2 separate regions of the Mus musculus genome follow, and region 2 is linked to region 1. Evidence: chromatin contacts called from public HiChIP or PLAC-seq data. All regions are on one chromosome and are shown on one strand. The core of a region is the stretch at or near the end of the contact, and the rest is flanking DNA. Distances in the headings are between cores, read along the strand shown.

Region 1 (6,248 bases), core at 3,327-5,826:
GTGTGTGAGAGAGAGAAAGGAGAGTGTGTGAGTGTGAGTGCAAGAGGAATGCACAGAGGTGTGTATGAGCATGAGAGTTCAAGAAAAAAATGCACAGGAGAATGCAGAGTGTATGTAGCCTCAAGTTGAGAGGGAGAGGAGGAGGAGGAGGGGGAGGGGGAGGGGAGGGGAGAGGGAGAGGGAGAGGGAGAGAATGAGAAAAAAGAGAGAGAAACTTTAAGCCTTGAAAAATTTGCCTGTCAGCTTATACCCCAAAATGTAGTCTGTTTATATCTATTATGTGCCTTCCAGATATCCCCGCTTCCAGTTGAGAACTCCGATCCTGAGTCAAGGCTGGGCGACATCTTATTGTAGAAGCTGTAGTATGTCATAGTGTGTCCTGAAGTCTATCCCTCTGTTTTTATATCCTTCTGTCTACACATTTTCACTTGTGAATGTTCATTGCAATGAGTCTGGCTAAAGATCTCAAGCTTCCAGCCATCATCAATATTGGCTCTTCACTGGGACTCCTCCCTGTCATCCTGTTGTTGCCCTGTGTCATAGAGATCCTGCAGCCTTGGAATAGCAGGACAGGCCCTCTCACATGTGCCAACTGTGCACAGATGATACAGATTTTGGGGTGGGCTAATTGAGAGCCCTGAATCTGGGCCTGGGTGGAAGCTAAGCTGGTCATCCCTCCAGCTTTCCCTTATCCACACCATCAAGGTGAGCTCTCCAGCACTGCTCTGGCTAGGCCACCCAGTGCTGCCATCAGCAGTAGGCAGGGTCAGCTCTCCTGCTGTCCTGCCCTCAGGGCTGGCTTACCCACACCCATACTTCCAAAGTCAGCTTCACTGTGCTGCCCAGTCAAGGTTGGAGGCCCACTCTCCCAAGTGCTGCAGGCTGTGAGAGGCTGGGACAGCTCTCCTGCTCTCATGGCTTATTCTTCCTACTGCTGCAGGAGGTGAGGGGTGGGGCTGTGTGTGCAGAGAGGGCATCACCACTGCATCCAGGCCACCTCATGTCAGATGAGGCTCTTCTGTCTCTCACCCTTGGGTCTGAATGACAACTCTTATAAAGAAAAACACTTCACTGGGGCTGGCTTAAAGTTCAGAGCTTTAGTTCATTATTATCATGGCCAGAAGCATGGCAGCATGCTGGCAGGCATGGTGCTGGAGAGTTCTATATCTGGATGCACAGGAAGCAGGAAGTGAACTGAGACACACTGTCACCTCACCTCAAAGTCCACTCTCTATGACACACTTTCTCCAACAAAGTCAAACCTACTCCAAAAAGGCCACACCTCCTAATAGTGCCACTCCCTATAAACTATGGGGCCATTTTTATTTCAAATTATCACAAAAAAATATTTCGTGTACTCACAGACCTGTGCCTGGTGGCTCAGGGGTAATCAGAGAGACTTCCTCTGGCAGCTGAGAGAAGCAAATGCAGACACCCACTCTAAAGCCCAACCAACTCTGTTTTTGAGAAGGAGCTCTGTTTTGTCCGACAAAGTCCATTTGAGCAAACATCCTAAGGCTGCCCCCTCCCTCCTTTGCAACAGTCAGTTAGACTACATATAGACAATCTAAGACATCCTACAGAAAATAGTTAACTTAGCCATGCTGTTTGTCAGGTGGGTTCACCCCATGGTTTTTTTTTTTTTTCTTTTTTTCAGATTATGTCAGAAATGAAAATTTTAAAATATTAACTTCTGACCCGTATGGAAGTTCCCCAAATTCGCTGTAAAAAAATAAATACCCCGCACCCCTAGACTCAAGACTCTCACTTCTGACCTGCTGAGACAGTGACAGTGAGCGGCCTTGCTTCACACAAGGTGAAGACCCTCGTGTGTTTCCATTGGAATTGGCTCCTTGGTGGTCTTTGGGTTCTCTGCAACTCGGGCATAACACCACACCTAAATATTAGGGAACCCTACAGAAAAGGAAGTAGAAAGATCATAGGAGCCAGAGGGTTTAAGGATCCCATAAAAACAAGACCCACAGAATCAACTAAGCAGGCTTCATAAGGGCTCATAGAGGCTGAAGAGGCAACCACAGAGCCTACGCAGGTTCTCTGTACTCATGCTGCAGTTGTCTAGGTTGGAGTGTTTGTTCGACTCCTAACAATGGGAGTGGGGGTATCTTGACTCTTTTGCTTGCTCTTGGAACCTTTTTCCTCCAACTGAGTTGCGTTATCCAGCCTTGATATGAGGGTGTGTACCTAGTTTTGTGGCATCTTGTTATGTCATGTTTGGTTGGTATCACTGGGAAGCTTGCTCTTTATGGAGGAGGAGTGGTCTAGGGGAGAGGGGAGATGAGGTTGGGGGCTAAGAGGAGGAGAGGGAGGGGATGCTTAACATGAGAGAATAAAAACAAACAGAAACCTTCCCCCTAATGGAACAATCATGTCACTGGATTCTTCGACCAGGTGTTTTTTGTGGTTTTGCTTGCTTGCTTGTTTGTTTGTTTGTTTGTTTGTTTTTTAACCAGACCCCTTTGAACACAACATTCTGTACACAGAACAGCAATTTCTTGAAACCAGAAAACGTGTGGCTTTATTCATCTTCATAACCCTAGCACATAGTAACATAGCTTCACCCATGGTTACCATGAAGCTTCACCCATGGTCACCATGAAGTAAGTATTGAAGAACTGAAAGGCTGGAGGAGCTTGCTTGGAGTGGTGAGCACGGAAGTCAACGTTTCCCATGAAGAGCTCTGTGAACACCTGCTTCAGGAGGATTTGCAGTGGGTGAGCTCAGTTTCTCTTATGAGGACTTGGCTTTCTAACATAGCACAACACAAAAGAAGTAGGTGTTTCCATATGGCAGATCTGTGAAGGCCATCTGAGGTAGACACTGTAGACCACCTAGACCAGTGTGCCATTGTTCTTTGAAAGTAGTTGCTAATTGAGGCTCATTGTCACCTACTGCCTCACTCTTTGTTCTCTGCTTTCTTCTCCTCCTCACTGGGGCTCATTCCTGCAGGAGGAAGGATTTCAATGTCCTCTTCAGCTCTCTCTCCACCACCACCCAGGTGATCAGTGTCAGCAAACCACACCAGTTGCTTTAGTGCAACCCTAGGGCTAGCAAAGCCACTTGGGACTGTGGCTCTTTTCACCCTCTTAGAGTTGCACCCAGAGAGACTGGAAGGAGGTGCAGACAACCAGTTTTCCTGTGTGCACAGTGTGGTTTGGATGAATTGTTTGGCTGGCTTGGGTTGAAGTCTGGCATTTCCTTTTCAAGCATACTGCAGCTATTGCCCAGACTGCCTCAGACCCACCAGCCACCCAGTAATGGCACAGAGACAATTATTATTTATGATAGCTCAGGCCTTAGCTCAGGCTATTTCCCAACTAGCTTGTATAACTTAATTAACCCATTTATTCGGATCTAAATTCTGCCATGTGGCTCATTAGTTACTTCTCCTTCAGTTCCAGCACCTTCCCGTGTGTGTGTGTGTGTGTGTGTGTGTGTGTGTGTGTGTGTGTGTGTGTGTTTCCAGAATTCCCATCTCTACCCGGAAGTTACAACTTTCCTCTCCTGCTTTGCTATAGGCTGCTCTACCATTTAGTAAACCAGTCAGAAGGCGATGGAGAAGATGTTTACATAACACAGAGATAGGTGATATGTCATAAAAATAACAATATAAAGCCTTCCGGTGTTCAAATCTCTGCCCATACAGAATCAGCACTTGAATAATACAAAGGTAACCTTGACACAGTGCACACAAGATTAGCCCAACACACAGCAGCCATTTAACATTAGTGCTATTGGGTAACTGCCCTTCTTTGAAACTCTCCCTCTTTGACATTGAAAAGGTGATGGAAGAACACGCAGACTGTAGTCTCTAAGCAGGGCTACTCATGGCGGAGAAGATGTCATCAGGAAAGACTTACTTTAACTGGAAGAAACAACAGAGCAGCAAAGTGACTTAAGTACAAAGTCACCAATCTCACTTGGTTCTCAGGGACTAGAGGAGATGTTGAGAGAGTGAGTGGGAGGGTCTGAGTCTACTCACTAACTGGGTAGTTTTGAAAAGAAATTTGGGGGTACTTTCCGTGCTTCATAAAGCAAGGCTTGCAGGAGGGGAATTACCAGGAGGTCAACTTTTATCTTCTCTCAGAATTGCAAACTCAAGAGAACTTCACAGCATCCTACATCCCCCAAATGAATGAGTACAAGCCATTGTAAGTTTTCCAAATGGAGCCAGAGAACAATGGCTAGCACTTATGGAGCACTTTACAGGGTGAAGGCACTGGGTCAAGTGTGCAGCTACACTGACTTACCAGAACCACACAGCTATCTGCAACAATAGAAACCTGTGCTGTCCTGGCTTGAGCGTGAATCTGTTGTCCAGTCCGGTAATCATGAAACTATACGTGTTTGATTCCCTTTATGAAAGAGATATTTCCCCAAAGACGTCCCCCAAAGATTTAGAGATATTTTACTGAGAGACTAAAATAAATTGTATTTATTTTTTTTCTTCAGTTGTTTGCTGAACACTTCCTGCTGATTTACATAGTACTAGGAACTAAACTCCAGGGCTTCTGCTCACCAGACAGCGACTTTACCCACTGAGTCATGTCCCCAGACTACTAAGTAAGGTTTCTGAAACCTCTTGCACATCATGTTCCCCTATCCCACTCATGTCTTTGCCCTCGCGCTCCACCCTTGTAACCTCTTCCCTAAAGAAAATAAAAAATAAAAGTAAAAAATCAAACCAACCAACCAACCAACCAACCAAAAAAACAAAACATCTGTCGTGTGTCACTGTGTGTCACACAGTGTATCCTTCTGTCACACATCTTTACTTGCAAATGTTTATGGCAATGAATCATTAGTCTGGTTTGAGGCTTCTGGCTTCTGTTACACTATCAATACTGGGTCTTCACCCCTCTCAGATATCCTGTTGTTGTCCTGTATCATGGAGATGCTCTAGCTTTGCCTCTGCTGGTCCAGCCCTTTCACATGCTCTAGCAGATCATAGATGGGGTAGATGTTGGGGTAGGACAACTCAAAGCCCTATTTGGTTCTGGATCTGGGCCTGGGAGGTAGATGATTTGGTTAGTCTTCCTAGGCCCATACCATTGGGGCAAGCTCTCCAGTAGTTCCCAGGCTAGCTCACTTAATGCTGCATTCAGCGAGGGGCAGGGTCAAATCTCCTGCTCTCATGTTCTTGGGCCTGGCTCATCTGCACCCCTGCCACCAGAGTCAGCTGTACTGTGCTGCTCTGGCAAGGTGTAGAGCCCACACTCCTTAGTGCTACAATCAGTGAGGGGCAGAGACAGCTCTTCTGCTCTCATAACCTCAGGGCCAAGGCTGGAAAGAGGTAAGGAAGGGGAGAACATCTCCCACAAGGTATAGAGCCAGCCAGCGCTTGCATGCCCAAGGGACATCAACACAGACCCATGATGCCCTAGGACCATGAACCCAGACATGATCCCTAGCAACAACCTGGGCCTGGATGTCCCATGGCCTCAGGTGATGCGCTATTCAGATCAGTACATCATCCCCTTCACCCCCATGCCAGCACACCCTCAGACATCCACATGGTTTTCACCTTTGGTGGTAACTCAGGCCACAGACAATGACACAGACCCTAGCTGCATCATGAATCCAGACATGGCCTTTTGTGGCAGAGACCTGGGCTAAGACCATGTGGAGACCACCATGGCCTCCTCATCTTGCTGCTGTTCAGTCTCCAGTTCCATATTTCTCCATAGTATACAAACCCCTTGGCTTTGCTTTTTCCTCTATCTCACCACCACAAACTCCATCTTCCCATCTCTCCATCACACATTCATTTGTGGTAGTGATGCCCTAGGTAGTTGCTTAGGTATCTTTCTTCTGGCCACCTCAGGTTAGTATGGCAGGGCAAATGATTTTATGTCTTTCTCCACTAATTGAATTTTATTGAGTTAACTTTCTAATACTCTTCATGTCATTAAATATTCATAACTCTTTTGGGTAAGGACTTACTTGTAGCTGAAGTATCAGGTTGCAAAGAGAGGAGTATTTGCCAATTACATACTGATTTACATACACGTTGTTGTAGTTAAGTAGAAAGCCAAGATCTGAGCCCAGACTGATCTGATTCCAAACCCAATGCATTCAAGACAATTCAGATGCAGAAATTGGAGGCTATCAACATGGCATGCAAATGATATGAAAATGGACAGCAGAAAATATACAGAAGTAAATTCTGGATCACATTACCCTAAACATTTCCTTCAAAAGCACGAGTAGGTTCTTTGAGAACCTTCTAT
Region 2 (6,133 bases), core at 2,830-5,329, 1.3 Mb before region 1:
CTACGCAGGACCCATCACTCAATTTGGGTAGCAGAGCACAGCCTGTGTTTGCAACTAGTTCCTGCCCTACTGAGACTGCCACACTCCAGGCTCGGGGAGTACTCGGGATGCCAGCTCAAGGCTGCTAGGACTTGGTAACTTTCCCAGATAAGATTTCGTTTCGGACTTAACTCTCCAGTGCTGTACATTCCAGCGGATACACGTGCGTCCCTTCCTGCCCCTTCCCTGTTCTGCAGGCCCGTGGGTGAATGCTGCACCCCATAAAGACACCCTGTAACATATGGGCTCCTCCATGCGCAAATGTTTAGAGAAGGAGACCCCAGATGCCAGATCACTTCCCGGGCATGATTCCAGCGACTGGGATAAAACAAATGCTGGGACGCAACTGGCTGACTTTGTGACCTGCTTTTCCGGCAGGACACTCAAAGCTCAGGCCACCTGCGTGGCCTGGAAGCTTGGGACACCTGGCATGAAATTTGTGGAGCCAGCTTGCCGCGGAGCCCCGTGACCTGGTTTCCTCCGCAGCTGCGTGCAGGCATTAACACCGCTTCAGCCAATGACCTCAGCAAGGGGAGATTTGGAATTCTAGAAGCTCTCTTCTGGGAAAGGATCGCTGTGCATCTGACAGTGCCCCCTTAAAGGAAAACAAAGTTTGCCTTGGCTAATGGTAAGTTAGTTTTGGGCATCCTTCCCCTACTACTCCCGCCAAAAGGGTTTGTGCACAGAACGATCTGCATAGCCAACCCCGGAACTAACTAACGTATTTGCCTACCTGGATCGCCTAGGAGATAATTCATCCATTGGGAGACCTTCTGCTTGAAGGCAAGTGTAAGATAATAGCCAAACCAAAGAGAATAGTGAAGGAACTAGCTTTTCTGCGCGTGCCCTTCGGAAACCCCTTTCCAGGAGCAGTATTCGCTGAACTTTTCCCAGACAATTCATTTCTGTCTGAATTCCCACTGATAATGAAGCTGTTTAAGTGAAAGTTGAAGTTTCAGAAGGATCGGATAGAATAGGAAAGCAAATTCAAGTATTTTTTTTTCCTTAAAGGTAATTCCCAAGATGGCCTGTGCTTGCTCATTTTTAATAAATTTCTGTTCCAGTAATACTACAGCAGCATCCCAAGCATAGAGTTCAATCCGTCGGACACTGTGGTGTAGGCAACACCAAAGGACTATTTTCTCTTCACACCTAAGTATCGTCCCATGTTCCTGCTGCTCAGTTTTCCTCACAACTCATCTTGGGCGTTTTTGAGAAATCTCTCGTTAGGTCCAATTATTTGTTTCACTGGGAAAAACAAAAGAAACAAAAACTCTCTTCTGTGCTAGACGTAATTTGAAGACACTGGAATGTGCTTCCCTGGTTTTCTAGAAGACATAAGCAATCCACAGGTACACCAAATGATGTGACCAATGACAACACCAGCTAACATTAGCAGAGGCAAAACCAGTACGTTTTGGACCATCCTTTCCTTACTTACACTTGGAGCAGGTTGAGTGTAAAGTCATCAGACTATGTGGGGAAACTGAAAGCAGGCCTCAAAGGATTATAGTGCCAAAATAGTATTCGAATGACTCCAAGGTAGACAAACAGCTTTTCCACCAAAGTGGCCATATTCCCTGAATACATTTATCACCCCTACAACAGGGTCCCTGTTCTAAATGCAACTTGCTGTCTGGTGGCCTTAAAACAATGAAGGCTTCAAAATCCTTTAGGGAAAGTTTTTGAAAAGCCTTGAGATGAAGACATGTGTGAAGTTCCCACTAGAGATCTCTCCACAAGCATCCTTCACATGGAAGGGGGAAATCAACAAAAAGGGAGGTGTAGTTAAGGGTTCAATGGGGGGAGGGGGGAGGGGAGGGAAGGAGAGAGAGAGAGAGAGAGGTGTGTGTGTGTGTGTGTGTGTGTGTGTGTGTGTGTGTGTGTGTGTGTTGGTGGGGGTGAGGTTGCTGCAAAGAAGGCTCATTGGTCATTTGGTTTTTAGTGTAGAGGCTTCAGTGTACACCAGACACAAACATGATGTTCTCTAAGAACTGAAGTCAGAAGCCAAGATGACAGCGACTTTTCATAAAGAACCAGTTGGTTCCTCGGTATCTTTGTCTCAGGATCACTCCCAGATAGACATGTGTGGACACGGAGGCCTTTGATATACCATCAGCAAACCTCGGTCTTTCAAATTGTATTACTTGATAGATTCTCTATGTGTCCTTAATGGATGATAGGAAGCTTGAAGTTCTAGAATGTAGGACATCCCTTGGGGGAAGTATCACTACTAGATCCTAAAGTGGGCTTAAAAAATGCAGATTGGTCACTTATGTGGAGAGTAATTCTTTTCCTTCTGGAAGAGACACCTACAAAGTTCTGACAGGGAACCTGTATGGCAATTACTGCACCTAAGTGATTTGTCCTTGATCCTTAAACCCAACACCTTTCAGATAGAGAATCTTCAAGTGACAATCAACACCCTTAGGCTCAAAACTGGCTTGTAGTTAATACCTGCAGAGGAAGCTGTGGTCTCCTTGCTTCTTTTCAAGGAGTCAACGAAAAGGCATCAACTATCCAAAGTATTATACTGACCTAAAAATATTTTTTGTAAACTTTCCAAATATTTGCTTTGAGGAAAATAGTTATTTATTGTCAAAGCATCCAACATACCTGGATAAACTATACCGTTTAATAAATCTCTTAGGGATAGAAGAAACACATAACTATTCAGACTCCATGTCACTGGCACAAAATTACACTTTGTATTAAAAGGGAATACATATTTACATCATTGATGACATTCTTCACTGAAGTCCATAATCATTTCATGATACATGCACTTCCCCCTGGAAACTTAAACCGAATGGCGCCCCCCTTTTTATCCATTTTGTTTATTTTTGTAAGAACACAGCTGTCATCAGGAAATGCAGAACGCATCTCCTCTTCCTCCATTACTTTATATCTAAAATAAACTTTGTCCTTACATATAATTATTACATCTAAACCATAAGTGCTTAATAATTTAAGTAGAAACGTATGACAAATGCATCAATATGTTGCAATATATGACATTTTTTTAAAAATGTACTTTTGTTTTTGGGAAAGTGAAAATTCGTGCATTCAAAAGAAAACCCCGCTCAAACAACCCACCCAATCCAAAATCCACCATCCTGTGCATCGTGTGCGTGCGTCCGTGTGTGCGTTCGTGCGTGCGTGTGTGTGTGTGTGTGTGTGTGTGTGTGTGTGTGTGTGTGTGAAATTAAACATTTGGATGATGAGGCTCCTGGCGAGGGGAGGGACCTGTGTGTGCACGTGTTTGGTTGCAGTGTTTGGGGGCATAAGGTAGTGGTGGATGTCATCCTCGCGTGTCTGCTCCTGCAGGTGGCTTGACTGTGCGTGCACACGCGTGGAAAGCCGGAGTCTTTTACGCAACAATTAATTATGCGAGGTCATGTGCCGGGACAGGTGGTGACGCTCCCTGAAGGACTCGTTGCAAATGGGGCACTTGAGTTTCTCCTCCCGCCGCCGCTTCACCAGGGGCTCCATGGCATACTCCTTTTTGTGGTGAGACCGCATATGGTACACCAGGTCGGAGGTCATGCGGAAGGAGGCGTTGCATTTGGCGCACCAGTTCTGCGCGGGCAGACACAGCGAAGTGAAGGAGGGCGGCAGCAGGGTGAGCGCGGAGGGCAGTTGCAGCTGCAGGGGCCCGGCGGCGGCCGCCGCCGCCGCTGCCGCCGCAGCCGAGCTCTTGGGCCAGAAGGCGGTGGCGTAGAGGAAGGGGCTCTGCTTGGGCAAGCCACCGCCACCGCCGCTCGCCAGGGGCCCGCAGGCTCCGTTCAGGTCCGCTGCCCCCTGCAGCTTCACAGCCAGCGGATCGGCGGCGGCCGGGTAGAGTCTGGTGGGACCCACGCCGTCTCCCGGGTGACACGGCTCGAGAGCGCCCAGCTTCTGGCCGAGGACCAACGGGGACAGCTGCGAGAAGGAGCGCGCGGGCTGCGAGAAGGCGCTCTTCCGCTCGTCCGATGCGGCCGTTTGGCCGCCCCCCGAGCCCCCCGCAGTCCCCGCGGTCCCCGCGCCGCCACCGCCGCCCAGCTGCGACACCGAGGTGAAGGCGCTGCCGCGCGCGGGGCTCCCGCCCTCCAGCCGTCCGGGCAGAGAGCCTCCGGGACGCGGAGCCAGCAACTTCTCGGGGGCCCCAGGCGACCCCGCCGCGGGGGTGGACGAGCCGTTGCTGCCGCCGCCGGCGACACCGCCTCCCGCGTCGGGGTCCTCGGCCGTGCCCCCTGCGCCGTCTGTCGCCGCCGCCTCCTCCTGCAAGCCCACCGCGCGGCCCGCCTTCTTCACCTCCACGAAGGCGCTGCGCTTCGCCTCGCCAGTCTCCGGGCTGGGCGGCGCGAAGAGCCGGCCGTTCTCCTCCAGGCCGAAGTAGCTGCCGGCGGCGCGGTACTGCTGCGGCGTGCACACCAACTCCTCCTTGGAGGTCGCCAGCGGCCTCTCGGAGAAGCGCGCACGGCCGCCCGCCAGCCCCGCGCCGCCGCCCTCCGCCGCCGCCTCCTCTGGGAACCGCCTCTTGCCTTTGCAGCCGCCGGTGGCGACGCCGTCGGGACTCAGCTCCGCCTCCTGGTGGCCGCTGCCGCCACTGCCGACGCCCGGGGCCGCTACGCAACTGCTGCTTCCCCGGGAGTTTTCCAGTTCCCGAGCCAAGTTGTGGAAGTCCGTGGACGGCTTGGCGCTGCCGGCACCCGCGGAGCCCGGCGGGTTGCTCGCCTCCGGGGATGACGCGGGGTAGTGGTGTATGGGGCCGGCTTTGCAGAACTTGGGGCCCGGGATCAACGGCGCCTCCTGTTGCTGCTGCTGTTGCTGCTGCTGTTGCTCTTTACCACCGCCGCCGCCGCCGTGGTCCTTAGTGCCCAAGCCGCCCCCTTGCTCGTCTTGGGGATTCGCATCAGTGCTGTGAAGTCTCTTGGGGCAGCGGAATCGCAGATGTGCCACATAGGGGAACTCAAACTGGAAACGTTGGCTGCATTCCAGGCATGTGTAAGGAGACGACCCTGCTTAGTGAGCAAACACACACACACACACACACACACACACACACACACACACACACACACACACCCCACATGGTTAGTTAGCATCGCCCCTAGGCCACTTAGCCATCCTCCCCATAACAAATCCACTTTATCTTTCTGGGCTGAGTGCCCAAAAAAATGAATACACTATCCTATTTGGTGCAACTTACTTTCTTGATTTGTGCATTTACTAAGTCAAACGCTCCCCAACTTTTCCTTCCCCTTCTGTCCTAGTTCCATTCGGGACAACACCTCAGAAGCTTCGTCCACCCTATGATGTGCAAGGTGAGCCCAGGCACCCGAGCCAACCTACCGTTCATTTTGTGAGCTCTAGACGGGCAGAGCAAGAGCAATTCAGTCAGTTCTTTCCCGTACCAAACTAGTAACTCTTCATCTTTGGCAATCCTGCGGAGAGAGCGGTAGAACAGCTGTCCATTTTTTATATAAGCTTCGAGATTCTGTTCTTCCTTATCTCGGGCTGATTGGACCAGCCGCAGCCACATGAGACCTTCTGAGGAACCATTTGCCGCCGAAGTGTCTACCTACAGTATTTAAGAAAGACAAGAAGAGAGGGATCCACGTGAAAGACGGCAACCAGAGAAACCAGAGATATTTCATCTGTCTGGCTTTTGTTCTTTCCAAACAATTATCTGAAACCAAGTTTGCAAAAGTTGACCAAAGTCGAACTGCATCCCTGCATTTGTGGTCAATGGGCACAGTGGCCATCCTTTGCAATATTGGGTCAGTCTTACAGAGTAGCCTCTTTAGAATCTCCCTTTCAGTTACCTCACATGACAAAAGGAGAGGAAATTTCCCGTGTTTCAGAAGTAAAAGGCAAGTTCGGGTCTTAGTAATTATTCTATGGCACTCACGCCCATCTTCCTAACTGACATGAAGGACTAACAGCTTTACTTCATGATGAAAGACTAGGAACTCTGGGGTGGGGAAACTGGGAGTAACATTTAGCATGTAAATAAATAAAATAATTAATAAAAAAAGAACTACTAGGAAGAAAGAGGCCTGTTACAAACACAAACGTGGATTATAGATGCTTTGCTGCCAAAACAATTAAC

The links. HiChIP or PLAC-seq counts read pairs in DNA pulled down with a chosen protein or histone mark.
Region 2: an H3K27ac HiChIP or PLAC-seq map of bone marrow-derived dendritic cells shows a contact between it and region 1, with 7 times the contacts expected there. The contact joins the promoter of A730035I17Rik here to the enhancer-like site in region 1. A contact is called at or near these places in 8 of 39 promoter capture datasets (the 3T3-L1 cell line, the C10 cell line, embryonic stem cells and 4 more), 1 of 15 datasets of contacts at CTCF or cohesin (large pre-B cells), 1 of 115 datasets of contacts at active chromatin or transcription factors (bone marrow-derived dendritic cells) and 1 of 9 other capture datasets (embryonic stem cells).

Annotation. Positions count from the first base shown.
Region 1 is chr5:96,855,114-96,861,361 of GRCm38.p6, reverse strand. No RefSeq gene overlaps it. Among named protein-coding and RNA genes, the nearest start is that of Gm33100, 21 kb to the left of the region's middle. Within about 2 kb of position 4,576, at least 20 of the 459 cell types and tissues checked have an H3K27ac peak or open chromatin away from gene starts, as enhancers often do. A contact at or near this core is called in bone marrow-derived dendritic cells, where this site is marked.
Region 2 is chr5:98,183,930-98,190,062 of GRCm38.p6, reverse strand. A730035I17Rik (RIKEN cDNA A730035I17 gene) reads left to right here and starts at 4,079. Exons shown (of 3, transcript NR_153823.1): 1 at 4,079-5,019; 2 at 5,295-5,345. Prdm8 (PR domain containing 8) reads right to left here. Exons shown (of 4, transcript NM_029947.2): 3 at 5,374-5,602; 4 at 2,615-5,039. The coding sequence ends at 3,421.